3 separate regions of the Mus musculus genome follow, and regions 2 and 3 are each linked to region 1. Evidence: chromatin contacts called from public promoter capture Hi-C data. All regions are on one chromosome and are shown on one strand. Each heading gives the region's core, a stretch centred on a gene start, on an enhancer-like site or on the middle of the called end of the contact. The rest is flanking DNA. Distances are from core to core; before and after follow the strand shown.

The links. Capture Hi-C pulls out chosen DNA fragments and counts their contacts.
Region 2: a promoter capture Hi-C map of liver shows a contact between it and region 1. The contact joins the promoter of Bcl2a1d here to the promoter of Zfp949 in region 1. A contact is called at or near these places in 1 of 39 promoter capture datasets (liver), 3 of 484 Hi-C or Micro-C datasets (B cells, bone marrow-derived macrophages and uterus), 4 of 115 datasets of contacts at active chromatin or transcription factors (the 230-238 cell line, CD8 T cells, bone marrow-derived macrophages and 1 more) and 3 of 9 other capture datasets (adipose tissue, liver and pancreatic islet).
Region 3: a promoter capture Hi-C map of liver shows a contact between it and region 1. The contact joins the promoter of Nt5e here to the promoter of Zfp949 in region 1. A contact is called at or near these places in 6 of 39 promoter capture datasets (cranial neural crest, hippocampal neurons, liver and 2 more), 1 of 15 datasets of contacts at CTCF or cohesin (large pre-B cells), 6 of 484 Hi-C or Micro-C datasets (Sertoli cells, cardiomyocytes, embryonic stem cells and 2 more), 5 of 115 datasets of contacts at active chromatin or transcription factors (effector CD8 T cells, embryonic stem cells, pancreatic cancer cells and 1 more) and 3 of 9 other capture datasets (adipose tissue, embryonic stem cells and liver).

Annotation. Positions count from the first base shown.
Region 1 is chr9:88,546,500-88,550,347 of GRCm38.p6, forward strand. Zfp949 (zinc finger protein 949) reads left to right here and starts at 1,521. Exons shown (of 6, transcript NM_001142943.1): 1 at 1,521-2,009.
Region 2 is chr9:88,729,844-88,734,147 of GRCm38.p6, forward strand. It overlaps Bcl2a1d (B cell leukemia/lymphoma 2 related protein A1d), which reads right to left and starts at 2,007. Exons shown (of 2, transcript NM_007536.2): 1 at 1,457-2,007. The coding sequence starts at 1,876. It also overlaps a transcript of Gm10634 not described here.
Region 3 is chr9:88,326,101-88,329,801 of GRCm38.p6, forward strand. It overlaps Nt5e (5' nucleotidase, ecto), which reads left to right and starts at 1,509. Exons shown (of 9, transcript NM_011851.4): 1 at 1,509-1,930. The coding sequence starts at 1,586.

The DNA of each region.
Region 1 (3,848 bases), core at 271-2,770:
TTTTATTTGTTAGGAGTAAGTTATTCAGAGCCAGGCCTGGTGGTGCATACCTTTAATCTCAGCACTTGGAATGTAGAAGACAAGCAGATTCCTGTAGGTTTGAAGCCTTTATGTCTTTCACTCTACAAATAGAAACATTTTCACGGAACTTTATTGAGATTATAGTGATATTTAGTTTATGTTGAAAAATTCATCTTAATAATGTGTAATGTATCAACTCTGGGCAGGGATTGTTTAAATTTATTTAGATTTTGTTTGACTCCTGAGTATGTCTCCCCCCCCCCCCCCCTTTTTTTTTTGAGACAGATTTTACTGTGTCGTTCTGGCTGTCCTGGAATTCACTATTCTGTTGACCAGGCTGGCCTCAAACGCTTTTTTTTTTTTCCTGACTCTGGAGTGCTGGGATTAAAGGCATGCGCCACCACATTCAGTTTGAATTTGTTCATTTTTGAAGATTTAAAAAAATTATCTCGCCAGGCAGTGGGGGCGCACGCCTTTAATCCCAGCACTCGAGAGGCAGAGGCAGGCGGATTTCTGAGTTTGAGGCCAGCCTGGTCTACAGAGTGAGTTCCAGGACAGCCAGGACTACACAGAGAAATCCCGACTCAAAAAAACAAAACAAAACACATTTCAATTTTAGTAAGTGATTTTTTTCATTTCAAATTCAAATTATTTCTAAGCATTATTGGCAACACACAACATAACTTTTGTCTCTTGTCAATTCATATAGTTTGTGGTTTCTTCCTATTACAATGGAAGTCCAACATGTTGGTTCGATTTCAAAATGAACTTGAAAATTACTGTGTGCTGTACCAGAATGCTCAATTTGACGATACACTAGTGATGTAAATGGTTCATAGGATTTAAGAAACACGAAGCGTTCAGCTTCCTGCAGTGCTCTGTACAGCCAGAAGAGAGCCCCAGACCTTAGTAGGCTCTGAGACCTTAGCATAGCTGACTCCTGGACAAAAATACTATTCAGGCTGTAAAACTCAGCATGTAGACAGCGCCATCTGCCAAAACTATAACAAAAACCTAATCCATCAAAGTCCATAGTTACGGGAAAGTCTCTAAATGTACTAACCTTGCCTTCTGGCTTCTGAAGTTCTGCGTCTGGCTAATTGTTCTGAACTGAAATATATCAATCTGGGACATGGATTTTGTGGGGCTTCTCTGATCTCCTGAACATCAAGGGTAGTTGCAGTCTGGATAATAAGACTTTTTATTGGCTTAAACCCATGTTTAGTAGTCTTCTCTGGTGACTACCCTACAAAAGATATCACACCGATTTTCTAAGGCTCCACGTCTCCCACAGAGATATTTGGTCTGATTCTAGGATGAACACACTGAAGCTTCCTTCTCAGGTTCTATACTACTTTGGGATACTTGGGGTTCACATGAGAGAAAGGTGAAGGAATTTCATATCGCGATTATCAGATAGGTACTTGATCTGAATCTTGGTAATTCGATAGTGGACCCGGTGGAAAAATGTCCTTCTATACTTACCATAGTTTCCCAGAGGCTCATGGGTAATGTAGTCCCTAACATACAAGGCCCTCCCACACAGGAGCAGGTAAACAGCTCTGACATTTGGCTGGTAGGCATCTCTGTGTCCTGCGCTCTCTTGGCAGCTACCGCATAGAAAGTCGCATCCAGGCTCTGTGCTGACGCCTTTGCTCAGGCTGTGCGTTTCTTGCAGGGTTTCTGAAGGCGGGTGGGAAAGACGAAAAGAGGAGAGTGGTCTCGGAACCTTCGGGAAGCGGGACCCGTGCCTTCTACTTCAGTGGAAACAGAAACATAGGTGGGTCTTGGAGGAGGGACTGAGTCGCAGTTCGAGGGCGGACCGCAGCGGCTCAGGGGAAGGTGACTGTGAGACCCATCGTTCCCAGTCGGAACAGTCGGCCTGAACAGGGCTTTAATGGTTGCTTTATCCGAAGACTGCGCTAGGAGTATTTGGATCTGTGATTCCATCAGTCCAAAAGGGCCAACACGGACGCTCTGCCAAGGAGGTGAGAGCCCAAGATGGCGACTTGGGGGTGAGGGCGGTTCATGTCTGTGGATTGTCAGGGCCGGGAAGCCTCCTGTGTGAGCTCACATTCCAGTAAAGAATCTTGCTACCTGCTTGGCATCCATTTTTTGGGAGAGTTGGGGTGGAGAAAGATCGTTAATCTGAGACCGGATTACAAAACTGGGAATTTTCACACGACCCAGAAATCCCAAACTGCGAGCCTGGGAAAATTGTAAGTTGATACCACGGTGCTGGAGCCGGAAGGGGGAGGTCTGTGACCCACACATCTGTAAGAAAGAGGGTGGTTTTTATCCCAATGAATTGGCCTGAAATTCCTAGAGAAATTCTCCCGTAGTGACTGTACCCTTATGTGTATTGGCAATTGTATTCGTCAGTTTTCCTGTCTTTATGAAGTGATGTTTTTGGCACTTGAGGTTTGAGCTCTTAGAACAGTGGTTCTCCACATGTGGATTCTCAACCTGAAAGGGTTGGGGGTGGGTGGGTAGTGTCAAACGGCCCTTTCACAGGGGTTGACTATCACATAGATATCCTGCATATCAGAAGTTTACATTAGGATTCATAACATTGAGCAAAATTACTAATAATCTAATAATCATTAAAAATAATGTTATGGCTGAGGGTCACCACAGCATGAGGAACTGTAGTAAAGAGTTGCAGCATTAGGAAGGTTGAGAAACACTGTCTGAGGCTTTGTTTAGTTTCTGAAAATGTCTAGTACCAGAGATAAGAGGTTATCTCAGAAGATTCTAGTATTGTTATAGGAACATTTTCCTGGGAACAAAGTGGGGAGGTTTCATGTTCTGAAGAGGGTGTGCAACTGTAGCAATCCCATCCCCCTAGTGAGGAGGAAGACCATTAATAACAGACCAGGAGGCCCTGGGTCCTGGTAGGGAATTTACACCTGGTCCAAGCCTTTGACTGCTTCACTGAACTCCATAGAACGGCAGGCCCCTGTGATACAGGCTCCTTTGACGATCCCCGTACTGGGATCAACTGGGTCTGCCTACATTTTCATGGTAGAGATTGCATTATTGCAAGTTACCTACCGATACATCATCATATGCTAACCTTTCAGAACAGGACAGGAGCCAGTCTGGACTATCAGGTTTACCTTAGTGCTCACTCCATGTTGGTGGCCAGCACAGGGAAGGTCTGCTGGGCTATGAGTGAATGCATTTGCCCTTTAGACTAGAACACTGTATTGAGTATACTGCAATAGAGAAACAGGCTGGGAAGCACCAGTGTGCCACATGGCTCAATAGGCTAATGAGCTGTGGGGGAGGGCAGAGACAGGATATAATTGTTCCGTTAGACGGAGGTTTTTTTTTTTTTTTCCTTAAGTTTTAATTTATTCTCATATATTACACCCCAGTGGTAGATTCCTCTCCCTCCTCTTCTCCCAACCCTACCCACTCCCTTCCATTCCTCCTCCATTTCCCTTCAGAGGAGGACTGGCCTCCTAGAGATACCAACCAAACATGGCATATCAAGTTGCAATAAGACTAGGCACCTCTCTTATTAAGGCTGGGCAAGGCAACCCAGTAAGAGGAAAAGGGTTTCCAAAGCCGGCAAAAGTGTTAGAGCCAGCCCCCAAGCTCACTGTTAGGAGTCCCACAAGAAGACCAAGCTACAAATCCATAAAATAAGTGCTGAGTGGCCCGGCATGGTGGCGCACACCTTTAATTCCAGCAGTCGGGAGGCAGAGGCAGCTAGATTTCTGAGTTCGAGGCCAGCCTGGTCAACAAAGTGAGTTCCAGGACAGCCAGGGATACACAGAGAAACCCTGTCTCCAAAAAACCAAAAAAAAAAAAAAAAGTGC
Region 2 (4,304 bases), core at 757-3,256, 180 kb after region 1:
AAATAACTAGGTGTGTGTATTTAGTGTAACACAGTGGAGAAAGTTAATAAATTACTAGGACCTCATACTAGAGGACTTGGACCAAGGGAATACAGGATGCTCTCAACATGCTCTGGTAGAACCACTATGGAAGGGAAAACTCCAGTAATTTCAAAGTGGATATACACCCTGAGCAAGTAAATATACAAGCAAATATCCACCCTAGAAAACATACCTACACGCAGGAAAAGGTCTGGAAATAACTCAAATAAATATATGCCAGCTGGAAGAGGCCAAGTCTCCAACAACATGTATATACAACAAAACAGACTAAGAACTCGGTGTGGGACTAGAGATCTTGTTCACACAATACAGGGACTCCACGATTGATGTACTTCCTCAGACCATAAAATAGTCTTTAAAATGTTATTTTAAGTGTACTGGGTTGACGAAAGCAGTTACAGAATAAATCTATGTACTATTTGGGTGGGTGAGATGAATGAGTCCTTCATGTGACCAGAGGTGGCCTTCTACTGATTTACTATGTAGTTGAAGATAACCTTGAAGTTTTGGTCCGTTTATCTTTCTTTCCATGGTTCCGTAATTGGCACTTCTGTGTATAGCCCGGATACCAATTTGTAAAATATTCCCCAGAAAGACTAACCATGAGGCTAAGGATACAGTACACTGATAAAGCATATGTTCAGACCACATTAGGCTCTAGATTTGACCCCTAGTGACTTTGTAGGGGAGTCTGGTTAGCTACACATGATAGTGTGCTAAGAAAATGGAAAATAGTGTGTAAGTAATGTATGTATAAAAGCATACACATAGTTGACTATTACAACACAGTGAAGTACATATGACAGTATTTAATACCAGCTCTTTCTGTACTAGTTCTAGATTGTCATGAGAAACCCTAGCAAGAGGCAGGCACTTGGGGATCTGCACTTCTGATATTGAAGATATTGTTTTAAAAAATATGGTGCTGATCTCAAGCCCAGACCTCACAGCTAGAATTAAAGCTGGAAACACAAATGTTCTCCAACTATAAAAAGACGGGGGTGGGGAGTGGGCTGGAGAGATGGCTCAGCAGTTTAGAGCACAGACTGCTCTTTCAGAGGTCCTGAGTTCAAATCCCAGCAACCACATGGTGGTTCACAATCATCTGTAATGGAATCTCATACCCTCTTCAGATGTGTCTGAAGACAGTGACAGTGTACTCACATACATAAAACAAATGTATAAATCTTATTTTAAAAAGCCTTAAAAAAACATTTCAAGTAGAGGCCATTGGAAAGGACCCAGGGGATTTTTGTTTTGTTTAATTTTAACTCAGAGTATCTAAAAACAAGGCATACAAACAGACTGAAGTCCTTTGATTGTTACTTTCTTGTTTGTTTTAATTAGTAAGGAAACTCTTCATTCCTATTCTTCACTAGAAAAAAAAATATATATATATAGTCATCACACATACCCAACCTCCATTCCGCCGTATCCATTCTCCTGTGTTATTCATTATGAATTCTGCCACAAAACTGGAAACTTGTTTGTAAGCACCTACATCCAGGGCAATCTGCTCTTGTGGAAGTTTTTTGAGGAGAACACCCCCAAAGGCAAATATAGTCACAATCCTTCCCCAGTTAATGATGCCATCTTCAAACTCTTTTTCCATCACTTGGTTGAATATTATTCTGGCGGTATCTATGGATTCCACGTGAAAGTCATCCAAGTATGACTTCAGATTCTTTTCAACTTCCTTCTGAACGGAGAAAGCAACTCTTTGTAGCACTCTGCATGCTTGGCTTGGAGCCGACTCAAAGGCGGGTACCTGTAGCACATACTGAAGGTAGTGCTCAGCCAGGGAGTGGATATACATGAACTCGTACTCAGACATCTTCCCTGGCAGAGCTGACTGCTGCTGCCCACCTAGAGGCCAAGGAGGCAAAGACTGCAAAGATAGGTCTTGTCAGGGGAGGAACCCTAATCATATCTGGAGGCTGTTGGAATTTCTGTTTGCATCATGTCACAGCGTCCTTCCTTCTCGTCACTTATGTGCGTGGGCGGTCTGTGAAAGCCAAAGTTCAGACTCTGAAGGAGGAAAATGTTTCAGAGCAACACACCACTTCCTCTTCTGATTCAGTTTAAAAGTCAAAAATGAGAGGATGTGGAGAAACAAGATCCCTCTAAGTAGGTGGGAACTAGAGGCTCTTCAAAGTCACTCTGGCAGTAGTACACTTGAGAGGTATATAGACCAGGTTGAGAGGAGACAAAGTTAGCTCTTTTCGTCAATTTAGAATTTCTGATAGAAAACGATCCGGCTATAAACTCAGTACATATTTCATTTTAAGTATTCGTTTACTTTTTTCTTTGGACTTGCCTGAGAGTATGTATATGTATCACGTGCCTGGAAACCCACAGAACCGAGAAGAGGGTGTCAGATCCCTTAGAACATGAGTAAGAGGCAGCCTGGTATAAGCGCTGAGACGAAACCTGGGATCCCCTGAAACAGCAGCAAGTGTTCTTAATTCCTGAGTCACTCACCTCTCTAGTCCTTAAAACATTTTCTTATATCACATACATTATCCATTATCTGGGTTAGAAATCATGGGAGAAATTAGGAGTACTGACATAAGAGTCATAGTGCCTTGTTGCAGTTGTAGACAAATCCTTCTTCCTGTTTATTGTGGCTTTGGCTTGAACTTGAAAAAGGAAGCCATCGAGACTGACTTTAGAGGCGTGGGGTGAAGCTAAAGGAGATGACCTAAATACTGCTCCTGCTACTGTGTCTGTGAGATGTAGGTGCTTCATGATGCTCTCTTCATTCTGTCATGAATGAATGAGGATTTGACTTCTCACTTACCCCCGGACCTAGTGAGTACAGAACTTCCAGAGTCCACAATTTGAAGTTAAGAGAAAATATATCATTTTGTTGAGCTTTGATAAGCAACTCTGAGAGCTTAGTGGAGATTGTGAATCAGTGGTTAAGGCAACATTGAAACTTTGAATTGCATCTTAAGTCCCCTCACCTAAGTATGTAGCAGTGAAAGCAGCTGCTGAATGCATGGAGATGAGGAGCTATGCTTGCCTGAAGAGTCAGTGGTGGAGAAATAGAAACAATTCACATCCTTAGAAATATCAACTGAAAAAAAAATCAATAAATATTGATATGTCCACCTGGAAAAAAAAAAAAAGAAATATCAACTGTTTCCTCCTCCCGTTTTCCTCCTTCATACATGCAACGACTTCGATTCTTTGCATCAGCATCTTATGAGCAACGGCAAACACAGAAGAGAAATTCATTTACAACTTGTATTTATGAACCATTACTATAAAGATGAGAAGGGAGGGAGAGAGGCTGCTCAGAGTGCAGGGAAATAGAAACTTGTGGTAGATGTGGAAACACACAACAGTCATTGATTCAAAGCTAGCTGACCTGTCTTAAACCTACCACCAACTGCATTAGAGGCCACAGGCCCCACTGCCTGTTTCCATTCAGTGATAGCAAGGCAGGACTCTGAAGCCACACTCCATACAAGCCAATGTCCTCAGAAAGAAACCGGTTATACAACTTTATGCAACATGTAGATTATATTAACCTGCTTTTTGAGTACTCTCCAACCCCACTACACCCTACTTCTCTTCCTCACAAGGGTCTGTCCTGAGTTACTCTCTTGCAGCTTGCCAGTTTCTTCTGGCTCCCTCCCTCCTGCCCTCCCCTTGGCTCTTCTTCTCATATCTACTTAACACAGAATTTTCTTTTTGGAGTATCCATACAGAACAGACAGCTCATGGTTCTAGAGCCACCGCAGTTCTCTAATATCTTACCGTGCAAAAGTCCTCTATGACTATTTCTGTTAGCTCAAAGATCACAAGGCCAGAACTCCTTTCTGGCCTCTAATGGTATTTGAGCATCCTAGGAGCCACCACAATGATAGGAAGATGGTTTTCCCCATCTCACAGTCCTGTGATGCTCAGAGTTACTGACAAAGTAATCAAAGAATGTGGCTTAAGAATTTCAATAGTCTTCTGTGGTCAGGGGTGCCTTTTCCATATCTTCTTCACGCTCCACCTATTGCCTTAAGTCTGGACCCAGGAGAGGCAAATAGCTGGTCTTTGTTGAATAGTTGAAATACACTAAAGTGAAAACTAGGTCCAACTATATCTTGATTTTATATTTCTGAAATATTTGTCCAAGAAGGAGCTACCTTTAATTAAAAAAATACCTTGGCCTTACTTTGTTTATTTTGGAGAGTTTACAAATAATTCTATTTTAAAGATAGATGAAAGAGAAAAAGAAAAATACCACATACATACCATTGAAA
Region 3 (3,701 bases), core at 259-2,758, 220 kb before region 1:
TTGCACCAAGTAAAACAAATTCCGTCAGAAAAGAACAACTATGAGGTCCTTAGAATGATCAAATCTATACAAACTGGTAATGCAATGTTGACTGCCAGAGGCTGGAAAGGAAGGAAATGGAGAGGTGGTTTTGGTTAGTTGGTAGTTTAGTTTGTTTGTGTTGTTGTTGTTGCTGCTGCTGTTGTTGAGGCAGGCTTCACTAACTCACTACATGACCAGACTGTTTTCCTGCCGGGACTCCCAAGAACTGTAATTATAGGTGATTGCCACCGTGTTGTGTGGGAGTCACTGTTTAATGAGTTTACAATGCAATCTTGGAAAGATAAAAATGTTCTGGGAAATGAATGATGGCAAATATCTGTAAACTTAGGACAGTACGCGGTAATGCACATCCTGTATATATGATGTATATTTTATTGCAATTGAAAAGCAACTTGGTTGTGGGTGAGATAGGGCCTCACTATGTACCCCATACTTTCAACTCTCAACTCAGTCTCCTGAGTGCTAGGATTACAGGTATGCCCCAATGTAGTGTGTGTGTGTGTGTGTGTGTGTGTGTGTGTGTGTGTGTAACAATGCAGACCTGGTGCATTCTGGAATTGTGTGGGCATTAGATAACTTCTATAATGACCAGAACACACGGGAACCTCACCAATACTCTTTCCTTTCTCAGAACTACTAGCGTGTTGACTATACTTCATTCAAACACAGGGGTTAATCCATTAGACAGGGAATTTGTGCTGTGGCGATTTATATTTAATGATTTGTTCATAACAAATATGGATCCCCACTATTACTGCTAAAAGCTTTACACAAACACACACACACACACACACACACACAAACACACACACACACAAACACACACACACCACAAAAGGTAAGGGAGGAGCGCCCCAGAGTAGCTGTCAGGTTTACCCGCTAGGATCCGCCTTAGCTTTCAGAGCTGGCCCTATGCCACCGCTGAGGGTCCCAAAGATTGCTTTGCTCCTGAGATTCCAGCTCGAATACGTGGAGCGGTTGCGTCCTCAAACCTAAGTAGCGTCTCGGCCGGTGTGTCCCGGTCCCACCGAAGCAACCTTCCAGCGCACCTCTCAGGCGGGCTCTGGACCCCTCTCACTCCCACGTTTGTCTTCCTTTCCTTCCCCCCCCCACCCCCCCCGCCCCAGCCCCTTCTTTTTCGGCGACCGAGCCACCGAGCAACACAAGCCGCTGTACACTCTTCTGGAGAAATCGGTGTAATAGAGAGTGAGGATCCGGAACGCTGCCCCTGCAGTTGTCACCGCCGCCCGCCCGGGGACTGCGGCACCCAGCCTCTCGGACCTGCTCGCTCACCAGGCGAACAACCTCCTCTCTGTTCCCTGCGGGCTGCGTGTGCTGGGCCAGAGGCTCCCGGGTGCCTCGGGTGCCAGGGTCGCATCGGGTGACTCGGGGAGTGTGTCTGCAAGCGGGAGGGCCTGGGGCTGGAAGAGGCGGGTCTGTCCCCGCCCCGCCCTCCTCTACTCCGCAGTTTAGTAGAGGCCCCGGTGGCCGGTGCTCACTGGGCTCAGGGCCAGTCCACCCGCTCAACGCGCTCTAGCCAGCCATGCGTCCCGCGGCCGCTAAGGTACCCAAGTGGCTGCTTCTCGCACTGAGCGCTCTACTACCACAGTGGCCCGCAGCCAGTGCCTGGGAGCTCACGATCCTGCACACAAACGACGTGCACAGCCGGCTAGAGCAGACCAGCGATGACTCCACCAAGTGCCTCAACGCCAGCCTGTGTGTGGGCGGCGTGGCCCGGCTCTTTACCAAGGTGCAGCAGATCCGCAAGGAAGAACCCAACGTGCTGTTTTTGGATGCCGGAGACCAGTACCAGGGCACCATCTGGTTCACCGTTTACAAAGGCCTTGAAGTGGCACACTTCATGAACATCCTGGGCTACGATGCTATGGTAAGGAGAAAGTTCCCGGGGTAGGAGTCCCAGACCCAGAGAGAGAAAGGCTGGAGAACTCGCTAGTGGTCTGATAGTGCTCAGAGATGTACAGGTGGAACTCGACCCAGGCCACCTAAGGATTCATTCACTAAGTGAGGGCGTCTCTTAGATTATTTTCTTAAACTGATGTTATTGGGGTCCCGTAGCGAACTGAGACAATTAGAAGAGGGACCCTACTGCCTACAGGTGCTTCAGCTCGAGCACTGAAAATTATCAAGGGCTGGAGACCCATCCCAGTCTCCTCCACCTCTCCCATCTGCTCTGTCTTCCAAACAATTCTTCATCCTTACTTTACTGAAAGGAAATCGGGTCAAAAATTATTCAGGTCACCAGCCCCCAAGGAGGAAAACACATCCGATTGGCTCTGAAGTCCGAGCACAATGAGCTCACCTCCTTAGGTCGATTTACAGGTCAGTTACTTTTCTGTGACCTTATACTAGTTATTTATTAGACCTCGGTGGCCAAATCTGCTATGAAATGCGAAGAAGAATGTTGACCTCAAAGCACTGTTGTGCACATAATATAATAATATAATCTCTGTAACTGTTAGTTCTTGTTGCTCCCAGGCACTGCCTCAAAAGAGCAAGTTAAAAAAAAAAAAGTCAGAGAGAACCCAAACGCGGAAAAGCTGGGATTTCAGGGGCTCAATAAAAACCGATTGGCTGTAGAGATTCCGAAAGAGCCTAACTGGAGAGATAAGGGGGCTGGGGATGCAGCTCCATTGTTAGAGTACTTTCTTAGAATTCCAAAGGCCCTGGATTTGATCCCTGGCATCGCCCAAACTAGGCTTGCAGGGCAATCCTGGTAAAGGTTGAAAGATCCAAAGTTCAGAGTCATCCTTGGTTACAAAAGAGAGGCCAGCCTAGCATGAGAGAGAGAGAGAGAGAGAGAGAGAGAGAGAGAGAGAGAGAGAGAGAGAGAGAGAGAGATTAGTCCTCACTTCCCAACACTCTGTTGGAGGTGATGCCTTGCTTGTTGAGAAGGGATAAAGAATAATCAAATAAAACATAACTGAGATGTAACTGAGACGTAAAAATTAATTGAGCCACCACTCACATTCAACCCAGTGTGGATGCCTCCGGTAAAAGATTCTGCCCTGTTCTGGGGAAAAAATCAGAGACAACAACAACAATCATAAGGGCTTAGCAAGAGAAATAGCAGGGCGAGTTCTCAGAACTCTGTGAAACCAGAGGGTGTGGGAGGGAAAGTAAGGTGCAGACAGCAGACTACCCACTGTGTACAGGAACAGCTCAGAGGTCAGAGAAGGGTGAGAGCTCCCTTCCTACTGAATATTGGCTTAGAGACTCTCAATGCAAGAACGGCTCTAACAGTCCTTAAGCCTACAGAGTTGTCTGGGGAGGGCCATCATGCTCAGCAGCAGCTTGGCAAAAGAAATTCCGACCTCAAGAACTCTGCAGTCTCTCAGCTTTCTTTTTCCACAGCTAGACCTACTCGAAGCTTTGCAAGTGGTAACGGCAATACAAACATTTACATATTCGGATTGTTAACTAGCTCACGTCTCTACTTCCTCTCAGAAGGGTGGATAAACAACGTCTGGGTTTGCTTTGATTTCACATATAAGCCACAACTTTACAGCATTTTCTTTTTCGAACACTCTTTTTCTTCTCATGTGGGTAAATATTCCTTAGTAAAAATGCGTCCCTCTTTAAGACAGGATGGGGCCACAACAATGTACTACAAGTTGGAACCCATCACCCTTGAATGTTTA